2 separate regions of the Sus scrofa genome follow, and region 1 is linked to region 2. Evidence: chromatin contacts called from public HiChIP or PLAC-seq data. All regions are on one chromosome and are shown on one strand. The core of a region is the stretch at or near the end of the contact, and the rest is flanking DNA. Distances in the headings are between cores, read along the strand shown. Region 1 holds the start of RB1CC1 (RB1-inducible coiled-coil protein 1). Region 2 holds the start of MRPL15 (mitochondrial ribosomal protein L15).

Region 1 (6,296 bases), core at 2,901-5,400, 520 kb after region 2:
AAGACAATTTTTCTGAAGTTTTTATGTCTAAGTTTTAACTGACTTTTTATTCAGAGATCAACATAATATTTCATGCAAATAACTGCCTGGCACCTAATAAATAAATTTTAATAAAACTGGAAGATCAAAAGATTATCTTAGGTAACTACTAAAGCCTACTGCTGATGCAATGCTTTATTTTCATCTTAGATGTAACAATAAGTAATTAAGGATAAACTCCAGTTTTAACAGACATTCTGTAAAACACTTCACATATGAACGAAGTTTGGCGCATACCAAATGACCCCACAGAATAACTGAGATGACGGCACTGAGCCTAGAGCCCAAGGACCCCTTCAACAGAGAGGATGAAAAGTGACGGGAGGGGAGACGAAAGGGTGCAGGGAGGGGAGTTCCCGTCATGGCTGTGGTTAACGAATCCAACTAGGAACCATGAGGTTTCAGGTTTGATTCCTGCCCTTGCTCAGTGGGTTAATGATCCTGCATTGCTGTGAGCTGTGGTGTAGGTCGCAGACGCAGCTTGGATCCTGCGTTGCTGTGGCTCTGGCGTAGGCCAGTGGCTACAGCTCTGACTTGACCCCAAGCCTGGGAACCTCCACATGCCACGGGAACGGCCCAAGAAATGGCGAAAAGACAAAAAAAAAAAAAAAAAAAAGGTGCAGGGAGGTTTGCAGACTTTGGGCAGGAGGGCCAGGTTCTTCCTCAGATCTTCTATTTCCTGTGAGGCAGGAGGGGAGAGGAATGGAAGGGTTGGGCATTGGGGACTTACGGGCAGTGCACACCCACGGGGTATGCAGTTGACCAGGGAAACAAAGAGGCAGGACTGGACAGCGGGTTTGCAGACATGCAGCTATGTGCTCCTTGCCATCACCCGCATGGGAAAACAGTTCCTACTGGGAAGGCATCTGCAGCACGGGCCGTGGGAAGGGGCAACTAAACAAATGCACATCTGAGGAAGCAGTGGTTGCTGCTTTAACACATCCCAGCTCTCCTTTTGGACGTTTTAAGCTTTTCGTCAAAATAATGAAAGACAAAAACTTAATGTGAAAAATGACTAAATCTTTTGTTCCACGCTACTGATTTAAATCTGCTGGAAAATGAACCGTGCTGTATTTTTTGCATGTAGGTGTCGAAGCATTAGGAACAAGCTTGCTTACTAGCTCATCACCAGCTTTGAAGCAGTCACTCATAAGCCAACCATCGTCATCATTAATAACCTGTGAGTACCAACAGACCAACTGACTGGGGCAGCGCTAAGGTCTATAAACGCTGTGTGTACTGGACATGTTAAGAATCACATGCCAGAAGCCTCGTAAGGGGTCCACTGCCATATTTTATACACCAAAGTAGCTGTGATCTTAAAAACAATATCTGAGATGTTTTAAAGGGGTTAACCTTTAAAAATGGAAAAACTGTGATTCATTCCTTAGATAGTCATTGTGTCAGCTGCGGTTGCTGGTTGTTTGAACACAACTTTAAAAATGAGGCTGACCGACAGGTAGTTGTTTGAGAAGCATCTAACACATACGGGGAGATCCCCAATCAGGATGCGCTAATAAAATTAAGCTGTGTACTGTGATCTTCCCAATATCCTGATGTATTTCAGATGAAAGACTGTCATACACGTGTCACTGCAATGATTTTTGAAGGTTCCCTGACCCAGCTTTTGAGATATTTCAAGGCAGGCATTTCCCACAGTGACCTAGTCAAACTTCAATGTGAATATTGGCAGAATTTATTACATTCAATATTTTAATTGCTACGTGCCAGGCACATCACAAAGTTCTAGAAACTTAAAAATGAGTAATTCGCAGCTCCTTAACTTCAGGGTTTCATAGATTTAGATGGGCAGGTGACTTACAGTTGTGTGATACAGAGCAGAGGTGGCAGAGGGTGAGTGACTACTACATGGTCTAGAAGCTGGCTGATGTCCAAGCTGTTTTAAAGGATGGCGTGGAAAGGTGACAGGAGGAACATTCCCAGATGAGGAAACTTAGGCAAGCTGTGTGTAAATGTGCGAAGTGCCAGGAGACACAGCTAGCCAAAGGGCTTAGTATCTAAGAGATCCCTAGGCTAGGAAGTTTAAATGTATCTAACATGTTACAAAACCAAACCAGTGAAGGCTGCAGGTTCAGACTGGTCTTGGAGTAAATACTGAAAAGGAGCTGGGAGAGTTGAGGTATAAATAAAGTGCAGGGCACTGTCACCCAATGTCTGCATGTTCACCGCTGTCCCCCAGGTACCGGGAAAACAGTTCTCCTAAAGGGCTTACCTTCTAGAAGGTTAGACAGACACTAAATGATAGACGGATTGAGGGGAACTACAGGTACGTCAGGGAAGGACAAAGTGACACTGAAATTGAGACCTGAAAGAAAAACAGGGCTTTTTTTGGGGGGGGGGTAGTGTTTTTAGGGCCGCACCTGCAACACATGGAAGTTCCCAGGCTAGGGGTTGAATCGAAGCTGTAGCTGCTGGCCTACACCACAGTTCACGGCCCATGGAGCAAGGCCAGGGATGGAACCCACTTCCCCATGGATACCAGTCAGGTTCATTATCACTGAGCCACAACACAACTCCAAAAAACAGGTTTTCAAAGGGTAGAACTGATTTGAAGTATTTAGAGCATTTAGCAGCAGACCCTACACACTCCTCCTAACAACTACTTTCTTTTGCCTCATGGGAAATCTATAAAGGACCTAAAATGCTTATTAACTTTTTAAAAAATGTGATGACAATATTAAATCTTTTTCTGTTCCCAAAGCACCTCATATCTGCATCACTGATGTCTGTATTATAATAACTTGGCAGTCTGGAAAAGGAACAAATAAAAGGACAGACTTAAGAGCCAAGAAGGAGACATTACAAAGGGAAGGGGAGAGAATACAGACAGCATTCAACATCCTTGGTCTGAAGGACAACATGACTTGTGGAGATGTACTGTGGACATAGACAGTATGAAGAACCTGTGTTCTCTCCAGATACTTGCACATATATAATAAAACTCATCTTGATACATTCTCACTATCAGTAAGCAAAAACATAAGGCACATAAACTCCCAACATTTACACTCCAGAGAAGGTGTAAACCTTTAAGATATTGAAACTGGGTAGGACCCTGTGGGGTTCCTTTGTGTCCCTCAGAGGATAAGCTTCAGGACCCTCCTGGAGTTGCAAAGGGCAGGTTTAAATAGCTGCTAATCAGGGAAGGGAGGGGATGCAGAGATTAGGGAGGCACAAGCAGCAAATAATGGTGCAGCCTTGGGGCAGGGCCTGGGCTGATACACTTCTTTGAGCTGTTCAGCCTAACTCAAACCCCCAACAAATGAAAAGATGCTAACTATCTGGTGAAGAATTCTTCATTCTTTAAAGAGAAGGACCACCAGAACCAGTCCCAGGGCCACCAAAAACCAGCTTTGAGGAATGCAAGTTTGCACCTACCCTGATCCTTATCCTATTTTCTACTCCCAAACTATAAAACCACCTCCTGTTCTCTCCCAAAGAAGAGCATAGTCTTTATTAGTCGACCCTGCCCCCCCTTTGCCTGATAAAGCAATAAAAGCTATTTTTTTTTTTTCTCCTTCACCCAAAACTGTCTCCTTGTTTCTATTTCAGCAACAGTAAGAGCCAATCACTTCTGGTCATTTCTTTCAGCTTATAACTAAGAGAGAAGATTAAGAGTGAATTAATCCCCCCCAAATAAAGAAGTGACACAAACAACATTTAAAATATTTTATTTAGGAGCTCCGGCTGTGGTACAATGGGATTGGCAGTGTCTTGGTTTAATCCCTGGCCCAGCACAGTGGGTTAGGGATCCGGCATTGCTGCAGCTGTGGCTTAGGTTGAGACTGTGGCTCTGATCTGATCCCTGGCTGGGGAGCTCCATATGCCACGGGGTGGCCCAAAATTTTATTTAATAGAGTGTTACTGGCATATACATGATTTTACATTCTGACATATATTGTACTTGCTATGACAAATGTCACTGACAACTAAGAGGTAGGTCAAGGACCCATATATTTTTTAGAGGCCTAATATCGTGCTTTGCTTATTAATTTTCTGGCTGAATCCCATCTCATGACTTACTTTCTTTGAGCTAATTACTATGCTGTGCTTAGTTCAGTCAGCTCCTTTCTTCCTTCTTTCCAGTTCTCACCTTTCCCAAGGTATAAGAACAATTTTGTCTCTTAATTTCCACTTCCCTGCTGTATCTTGTTGGGGTGCTGGAATAAAACTCCACCTTAAAAACAAACAAAGATAAAATGATTTGCCAAAGACAAGTCTTCTCTGGGCTCGGTAAGAGCATAAAATTAAAAACAAAGTGGTAACACCTGCAAGTCCTTCTCAACCACAACTTTCAGATACGGGTCAGTGCAATGGAAACTTACCAGTAGTTCAATGTTTTTTTCAGTTCCCACCCTGACAAGTGAAGGATTGCAGGCCTCGCTTCCTGGTAGTGTTTGTTCTGCTTGGGTGCCCTTGAAAAGGGTGATAATACTCATCTTTATGCAAACACAACTCAAAAGCTCTCTAATGACTCAGCGGTAGCACTTCCGAGCTGTTACTCTTCCCAAATATTCCTGGATATAACAGGAATCTTAAAAGTTCAGATATTTCTCTACTTTAACTTCATCAGATTGTGATACTTAAGTCCTGTGGCTTCAAGCCAACCTGTGACTCATCATCTTCAAAGAATCAGGACCCCCTGAAGCTGCTTCCCCGGCCTTATAGGGCGCGTGCTGACGAGGGAACTCCGCAGCCAGCGGGGGGAAAAAAAAAAGGATGGTCGCGGCGCTTCTGACGTGCTCCCAATCTACCGAGCCGAAGCTCTCCCCTCTCGCCTGCAGATCCGGGGTTGGGGCGGAGGCCAGCCCCGCCGGGACACAGCGCTCCCCGCGCCCCGTCCCCTCAGTCCCTGGCCCGGTGGCAGAAGCCCAGGGGGACAAAAAGAGGCCCCCGACCTTCGGACGCCCCCCGCCCCGGCCCTCCGGGACAGGCCGAAGGGCCGGGCTCAGGCGCGCTCGTCGCAGAAGCGAAGGTCAAGCTCACCTTGGGGTAGTCGCATCCGGACAGCGGCCAACACAGCCACGGGCCGCCCAGCGGAGTCCCCGGGGTCACAGGAGGACGAACAGACGGTACGCCCAGGCAAAGGCGAGAGGCGGAGCGGCGCCCGCCCTTCCCGGCAGCTCGCCGACTTCCGGCGGACGCAGACTTCCGGATCTGCGCAGAGCGGCGGCGGGCGCCCCTCCCCCGCGCGCTTCCCGGCGTGCTCCGCGGAGGAAGGGCCGGAGTCGACAATAACAAACCGCGGCGACCGAGTCCGCGGCCCTGCCGAGCCCGGTGCTGCCTCGGGCGTCCCTGTCGCCTGGCCCCTCGGCTCTGACCGGCCGCGGTCCGCCCTCCCCGGCCCCCGACGCAGAGCCGGGGGGCCCCGCCAGCGTCCTCGCCGCCCGGAGGTGGCGGCCGCGGCAGCCCCGGCACCGGCGGTTGTGTCGGTTGGCGGCGCCGATGGGCGGTTGGTAGCCGCCGCCGAGAACGAGGCGGCGGCGGAAGATGTTGCCGGGGGCCGCGGGCCCTGCTGCTGAGGCCGGCGGAGGAGGAGGTGCTGCCCGGTGAGTCCCGGTGCGGGCGGCGGAGGCGGGCCCTGCGGCCCCCGACGCCCCTCAAACCCTCGGGTGGAGGCTGTCGGGGCCGAGTACGCGCCGGCGCCGGGCCCGGCCTGGGGGTCCTGACGTGGAGCGGGCGGTGCGGGGATTGCCATGGGCTGGAGCTCCGGGCGAAGTTGCTCCCGGGGATGACTCAGCCCCGGCCCGGCCCGCGGTGGGAGCGGGATGGGCGTGTGTGCGGTTTCACAACTTCGCGGTGGGCCCGGGACGGCGCTTTGGGGCACCGCGCCGAGCGCCTTCTGGCGCGGGAGGACGCGCCCCGCTCGTTGTTTATGGCTCCGCGGCGGAGCCTCGCCCGTCGGGACTCTGAAGCGTGGCCGTGGCGCGAGGTGCCGTGGGCCTGGGTGCCGCGGGGACGATCGTGCTCCCGGGTAATGGGGAGTCACGGAGCCGGACAGCAGTGGCCGCCCGCGTCTCCCGCGATGATGGGACAAGGGAGGTGGGCCCGTTTCGCTCTCTTATTGTGTGGTTTCTAGGTTTTCGTGTGGGTGGTGCTTGTGTGATTTATCCCAAGGGTGGGAAGGTTGGCTTTTCAATTTAAGAAGACTGTTGGATGTAGAATCTCGATATTAGGAAGCAGAGGACCATTGCGGAAGATGGCTGGTTTGATTTGGGGGTTGTGCGTTTATAAAT
Region 2 (6,211 bases), core at 1,168-3,667:
TCTTAGATGGCTGGATGGTCACACCCCTGCCATTGACAAGCTGGGTTAAGTCAATAGGTTGTGTAGGATCAACTCGACCCAAGTCAATAAGATACTGCAGTCTATTGAGACTCAAAGGCTGATACTGGTGTCGGAAGCTGCAGAACAAGAAAGTTGAAAACGCAGTCAGACTTATCTTCCTGTGAGATCCAAGGCTTTGTCCTATGTTTTCCTCCCTCAATTTAGATGGTTTAATGAAACTCCTGAGTATACTATAAACATGTAATACTCCTTGAATTTTGGCAACAAAACAAAACCATTAAGTACTTACTTTGTTTCCTTAAAAATTACTGGCCTAAGCATTTACTTCACTCACACATATAAACAAATACTGAAAAATTTAACACACTATCTGAATTATTCACTAAAGGAATTCAGGGAGTTCCCGTCAGCTCAAGGGTAATAAACCTAACTAGTATCCATGAGGACACAGATTTGATCCCTGGCCTTGATCGGTGTGTCAAGGATCCAGCATTGCCATAAGCTGTGGTGTAGGTCAAAGACAAGGCTAGGGGAGTTCCCGTCGTGGCTCAGTGGTTGACGAATCCGACTAGGAACCATGGGGTTTCGGGTTCGATCCCTGTCCTTGCTCAAGTGGGTTGAGGATCCGGCATTGCCATGAGCTGTGGTGTAGGTCACAGATGCGGCTCGGATCCCGAGTTGCTGTGGCTCTGGCTGGCAGCTACGGCTCCGATTTGACCCCTAGCCTGGGAACATCCACATGCTGTGGGAGCGGCCCTAGAAAGGACAAAAAAAAAAAAAAAGAACTCAAAGTAATGGTAGTTATCATGTATTGGGTGATGATAGAGGACCAGATTTTTATATATATTGTTGTGCTAAACAACCTCAAGAGCAGGCTCTGTAAGTATCTCCATTTGGCAGGTCTGAGTGCAAAGTCTGGCTTTTTTTTCCCTACTAAATCAGGCTAAGTTTCATTACCAAAAGTGGGTCACAGCAACAGGAGCAAGTTTGCTTCAAGTGGATTTAAATTTCTACCAAGCTATTTTTAGGTGATTCTCAGTAAGAATTAGAGATTTTCAGGTTGAGAAGCAAAGCAAAGTTACCTATGTCCTTCATTAAAGCCATATTTTGGGATTCGAAGGTAGAATGGAGTCTGGCCTCCCTCAAAGCCCAATCGGGGCCGGGTTCCTCTCTGCCGTTCTCCCTTGTGGCCTCTGCCACATTTTCTGCCTCTTCTCCGACCTCTTGGTCGTCTTTCCTACAAGGAAAGAGGAATGTTTTATGATCCACACACGCATCTGTTTAAATCATATTTCACCTTTGTGCTGTATCTTTTGGTTATGCCCTTCATTCATCCAACCAGCTAGCAATAGCCAAATTTACAAGGTTCCAGACACCATCCTGGCTGCCCTGAAATCCAAATACTCAACACTAACAGCTTTGCCTCTGAAGACGTAGCTGATTCTTGCAACCAAGTTGTGTTTCAAAGGCAAAGTTCCAAGAATGAGATGAGAAAAAGGATTCTATGACAGGCGGGAATTGAAGAAAATTCTAGAATTAAACATCCACGACTAGCAAAATTTATGTAATATTCAAGTGCATTTATTTTGAAATTAATTGTAAATATGCCACTGTTGCCCATATATAGTATTTTATTTAACTTAATTTCCTGTCACTTCACGAAATCAAGGAGTTCTTAAAGTGACAGTACGTCCACTAACAGCTCAGAGATTTACAGAAGAAACATCGAACATAGTATCTTTCCTATAAAGATAAAGACACAATGGAAAAAACTTCATTAAAACCCGTCTTAACGAGACAGTCGTTTTTAACTCCTGCGATTTCGCTCCTCGATAGTAAAATAATTATGCTCTTAAACCCGAACCTTGCAGAGAACTGAAACCACGTGGTCAGGTTTTCCCACGTCACTCAAGGAGACCTGGGGCCCGGCAGCCCCTCCCTCCTCCCAGAGCCTATGGACTCACAACCCTCAGGACCCCGCCACCGCGCCGACATCCGCAGCCTTACCGGTTTCCTGGAGCCCGGGTTCGGCTTCAGGTTGGCCAGACTCACACGGGGAAGGGCTCGCAGCAGGTCCAGGGCCCGGGGCCCACCGCCCTGCACGGGGCCGCCCATAACCCGTGCCGCAAAAGCCGCAAGGGCGCCGATCCACGTGATCTGGGACGCTGCTTTACGGCCGCGGCACCGCCCCTGTCGTGCTGTCAGTCCGCTGCGCCGCTTGCCGCGGGGCACACCGGGAGCCGGCTCCGCGTTGGAGGCAGCACGTGTCTCCCCATGTCTACCTCGTAGCGGCGTGATCCGGCTTTGTTTTCAGTTGGTTGGGGCTGGGCTATTTCGAGAGGTCGTGCCCCGACCCCGGCTCTGAATGTGCAGCGTTCTCTTGCGCTGCACCAGGCAGGCACTGAAAACGCTGTGTGTAGGAGTCCCTGGCCTGTGCTGTCACAACGTCTGGTCCTTAGAAGCAGGGCTGTCTCTGAGCTCCAGGTGGAGTGCAGAATAAGATCACCTGGACGCTGAAGCACTAGCTTGCGCTGGGCCAGTTGTATACACTATGGCCTGAAAAAAAGTTGTGCAATGTAAAGGTTGGAAGTTAAGTTTTATTTGGGGCAAAATGACTATAAAGTCTGGGAAACAGCGTTTCAGGGACCTCTGAGGAACTGCTTTGAAGAGGTAGGGGGAAGGTCAGTGTATACGATTTTAGTGAAGGGGGTACGTGCAATCAAGCACACGTTTTGGCAGACGTTTCCTGCTAGTCATCAGGAACAAATACCATGGTTAATGACTTTACGGCTTTTCTAGACAGGAGATGTAAAAATTTGGGTTCATAAAATCCCCCGAAAATATCTATGTGAAAGTTGTTCTGCCAGTTTTTCCCAGAGCACATTTCTGATCTCCATGCTTTCAGTATGTGTTGAAGCTCAGCAGCTGCAGTGGCTACTAACAATCCTAGGAGAGACAGATGGCTAGTGCCAATTTTTAGTTGGCACCAGTGAGATAAGAATACCTGAGGTCTAGGTATTGCAATGGCTGGCTAGTAGCAACTGTGAAAAAGACTCAAAACCCTGCATCCAGTCTGAGTGCCTCTGTTATGCTTTGACTGAGTCACTGAGATACTAACTCAAAAGCTGTTAATAATGAAGGAGCCAGGCTGAGTGCTTGGTATGTCAGTCACGTGCTGATTCAGCCTCATTTTGTTCAACTAAACAACTCCTCGTGGGGTAGATGTTTTATCACCTTTGACAGACTTGGCAGGGTTGGTAGTTGGACTAAGATCTCAGCAAGCCGCAGAGACAAGATTTGTACTTTGGCTCCTATTACATAAGTAATATTTTTTTATAACATGAAGCTGAATATCTGCAGCACAAAATACGTAACATTTTCACTGAATAAAATATGAGCTTCCCTATTTTTGTCTTAAGTGAGTGTAATATAGACCATGCTTCTTTCTTTTTCTTCTAATTTTTTTTTTTTTTTTTTTTTTTTTTTTTGTTTCACTGTCTGGGGTGTTGTTCCTGCTGTTCCTGTTAGTGTAAGTAAGAAATAACTTTGTGGAGCACAGCTACTTCCTTTTTTTTTTTTAAGGCCGCATCTATGGCATATGGAAGTTCTCAGGCTAGGGGTCAAATTGGAGTTATAGCTGCCAGCCTATACCACAGCCACAGCAACACCAGATCCAAGCTGAGTCTGCAACCTGCACTACAGCTCACAGCAACACCAGATCCTTAACCCACTGAGTGAGGCCAGGGATCGAACTGCGTCCTCATGGATATTAGTTGGATTCATTGCCACAACAGGAACTCCACTACATCTATTTTTAAACCTTTAAGAAGTCATTTTAAATCAAGTATAAAAAAACTGCCAAAAAAGAAGAGTTTGCATTCTCTCCTTTATTTAAGCAATATTTATGAGCAAGATACTGAACTTGTTACTGAAAAACGTACAAAGATAAAGTCAAACAAGATCTTGCTCCCAGATTGTTTGAAATGAGGTAGAGGAGACTTTCCAAAATTGAGTATTTTTTAAAAGTTAAAAAAAAAAGTAAGCCTCTTATAGCTCTAATAACACAAATCAAGAAAAATACAGATATGTGAGTTCTATAAAACGATATGAAGATAAAGTCCAGACTCTATTTAAAAGTGTAGAAAAAATATGGTGGAAAAAAATAGAAGCTAGGTCCTGCCTTTAAGTGTTTTCAATTCAATATATTTCATCATCTTTTTGTTAAAAATTTCATACTTCTGGGAAGAAAATTGCAAAACATGTTGCAAAATACTGCCTACAGAAAGACACACCATATTTCCCCTTAATCAGAAAATCATTGTACTAAGTAATGAGCTCCTGGGTGAGTGTTAACGCCAATAATTTTTTTATCATTGAAAAATTTTATTGGATAAAAGAGATACAGGATATATAAAACAGCGTGCTGACTTCCAGGAAGTAGATTTTCTTTGTTGGCTAGGTTGTATAATGTTATTGGTGGGCATAGGTTAATAGTGGGAATAATAATAGTTCGCAGTTAATTGTAGGCTACCTGTTTGTTTATCCAGTAATGCAGCATGTTGCCCTAGCTTATAAAGCAGTCAAAATAATTTGGTGAGTCTCATCTCTGTTGTAAGAATGTAAATTAAGGGTGTGTGGTGAGTAAGTCATCGACCTTTAAGCCTATAGAAGTTTTACATCATTGTTATTAATGCAGGATAATTTTATTTTTTAGGGCCACGCTTGTAGCATATGGAAGTTCCCAGGCTAGGGGTCGAATCCAAGCTGCATCTTCGACCTACTCCACCAGCTTGTAGCAACACTGGATCCTTAGCCCACTAAGGCTGGTATTGGATACTATTCAGGTTCGGGTTCTTAATCAAACCACAATGGGAACTCCAGGATAATATTTATTAAGCATCCGCATGCTTGAAGTGTTGTGCTAGCCCCTGTTTAAATCACACTAAGAAAACCCTGTAATAAGAAGACATCTCAGCAACTACTTATTATGCATCCTGACTCCAGCCCTGGTCAGTAGCGACTCCTCATTGTAAAGGAATGAGGTGAACCCTATAAAGGTGGTGTAACTTCAAGTCCTTTGGGCAGGGCCTCTTTCTCCTACACTCCCAAATCAACTTCCCCACCTGTCTCGGTGCCTTGACAGTCTCTCAATACAGATTGATTTCTGGTGCCTCTCTTTCCCTATTGCCCACAACAACGAGACCTGTCTCTCTGATCCACAAACACCATGCTGGTTCAATCCATCTTCATCTTGCCTAGAACAGTGCTACAGTCCACTGACTGATCTGTTTTCATCTCCACTGTTGCCCCCTTCCAGTCCATCCTCCAAAAGTAGGCAGAGTCTCATTACCCTTCAGTGACTCCACATCGCACTGAGAATAACATACGAACTTCTTGCCGTGGCCTGTAAGAATTAGAACTGATTCCTTCCTGTCTCTCTGTCCTCAAAATGCTGGGATACTGCTGTGAATGAAATAGGCAGGTCTTCCCATGGGGTTTCCTGGGGTCTTTTTTTGGGGGGTAGGAGGGGGGAATACAATAAACAAGTACAAATAAATAAGGCCATTTCTGAGAGTAAGGAGCTCCATGAAGACAAACAAGGGATTGTGTTAGTGATTGGTATTTGTGGGGGCTTTTAGAGAGTGCCTCAGGATTGTCTCTGAAGGGACATTTGAGCTGAATGATACAAAGGAATTTTTAGCATTTTCTAAGTGAAAGTTTATTTCATGATTATATTATAACCCCACCAAGGATCAAGAATTGAAGTAGCACAAACTGTGATCTCTAATCACAGCAAAATTGAATTAGAAAATAGTAACAAAGATATCTGAAAAACTCCGTATATGTGGAATCTAAACATATTTCCAAATAATCTAGGAGATGAAGAAGAAATTACACAATAGATTTTAAAATATTTTGGGAGTTCCTGTTGTGGCTCAGTGGAAACAAATCTGATTAGCATCCATGAGGACACAGTTTCAATCCCTAGCCTCACTGAGTGGGTTAAGGCGCCAGCATTGCCATGAGCTGCGGTGTAGGTTGCAGACACGGTTCATCCTGCATTGCTGTGGCTGTGGCGTAGGCCAGCAGTTACAGCTCTGATTCGACCCCTAGCCTGGGAACCTCCATATGCTGCAGGTGAGGCCCTAAAAAGACTATATATATCTTTTGAACATAGATATCTTTTGAA

The links. HiChIP or PLAC-seq counts read pairs in DNA pulled down with a chosen protein or histone mark.
Region 1: a contact with region 2 is called in an H3K27ac HiChIP or PLAC-seq map of alveolar macrophages. The contact joins the promoter of RB1CC1 here to the promoter of MRPL15 in region 2. A contact is called at or near these places in 2 of 5 promoter capture datasets (fetal skeletal muscle and liver), 8 of 47 Hi-C or Micro-C datasets (embryonic fibroblasts, liver, retroperitoneal adipose tissue and 2 more) and 2 of 2 datasets of contacts at active chromatin or transcription factors (alveolar macrophages and skeletal muscle).

Annotation. Positions count from the first base shown.
Region 1 is chr4:77,589,054-77,595,349 of Sscrofa11.1, forward strand. It overlaps RB1CC1 (RB1-inducible coiled-coil protein 1), which reads left to right and starts at 4,151. Exons shown (of 24, transcript XM_021089370.1): 1 at 4,151-5,609.
Region 2 is chr4:77,073,405-77,079,615 of Sscrofa11.1, forward strand. It overlaps MRPL15 (mitochondrial ribosomal protein L15), which reads right to left and starts at 2,418. Exons shown (of 5, transcript NM_001243528.1): 1 at 2,029-2,418; 2 at 1,104-1,258; 3 at 1-137. The coding sequence starts at 2,136.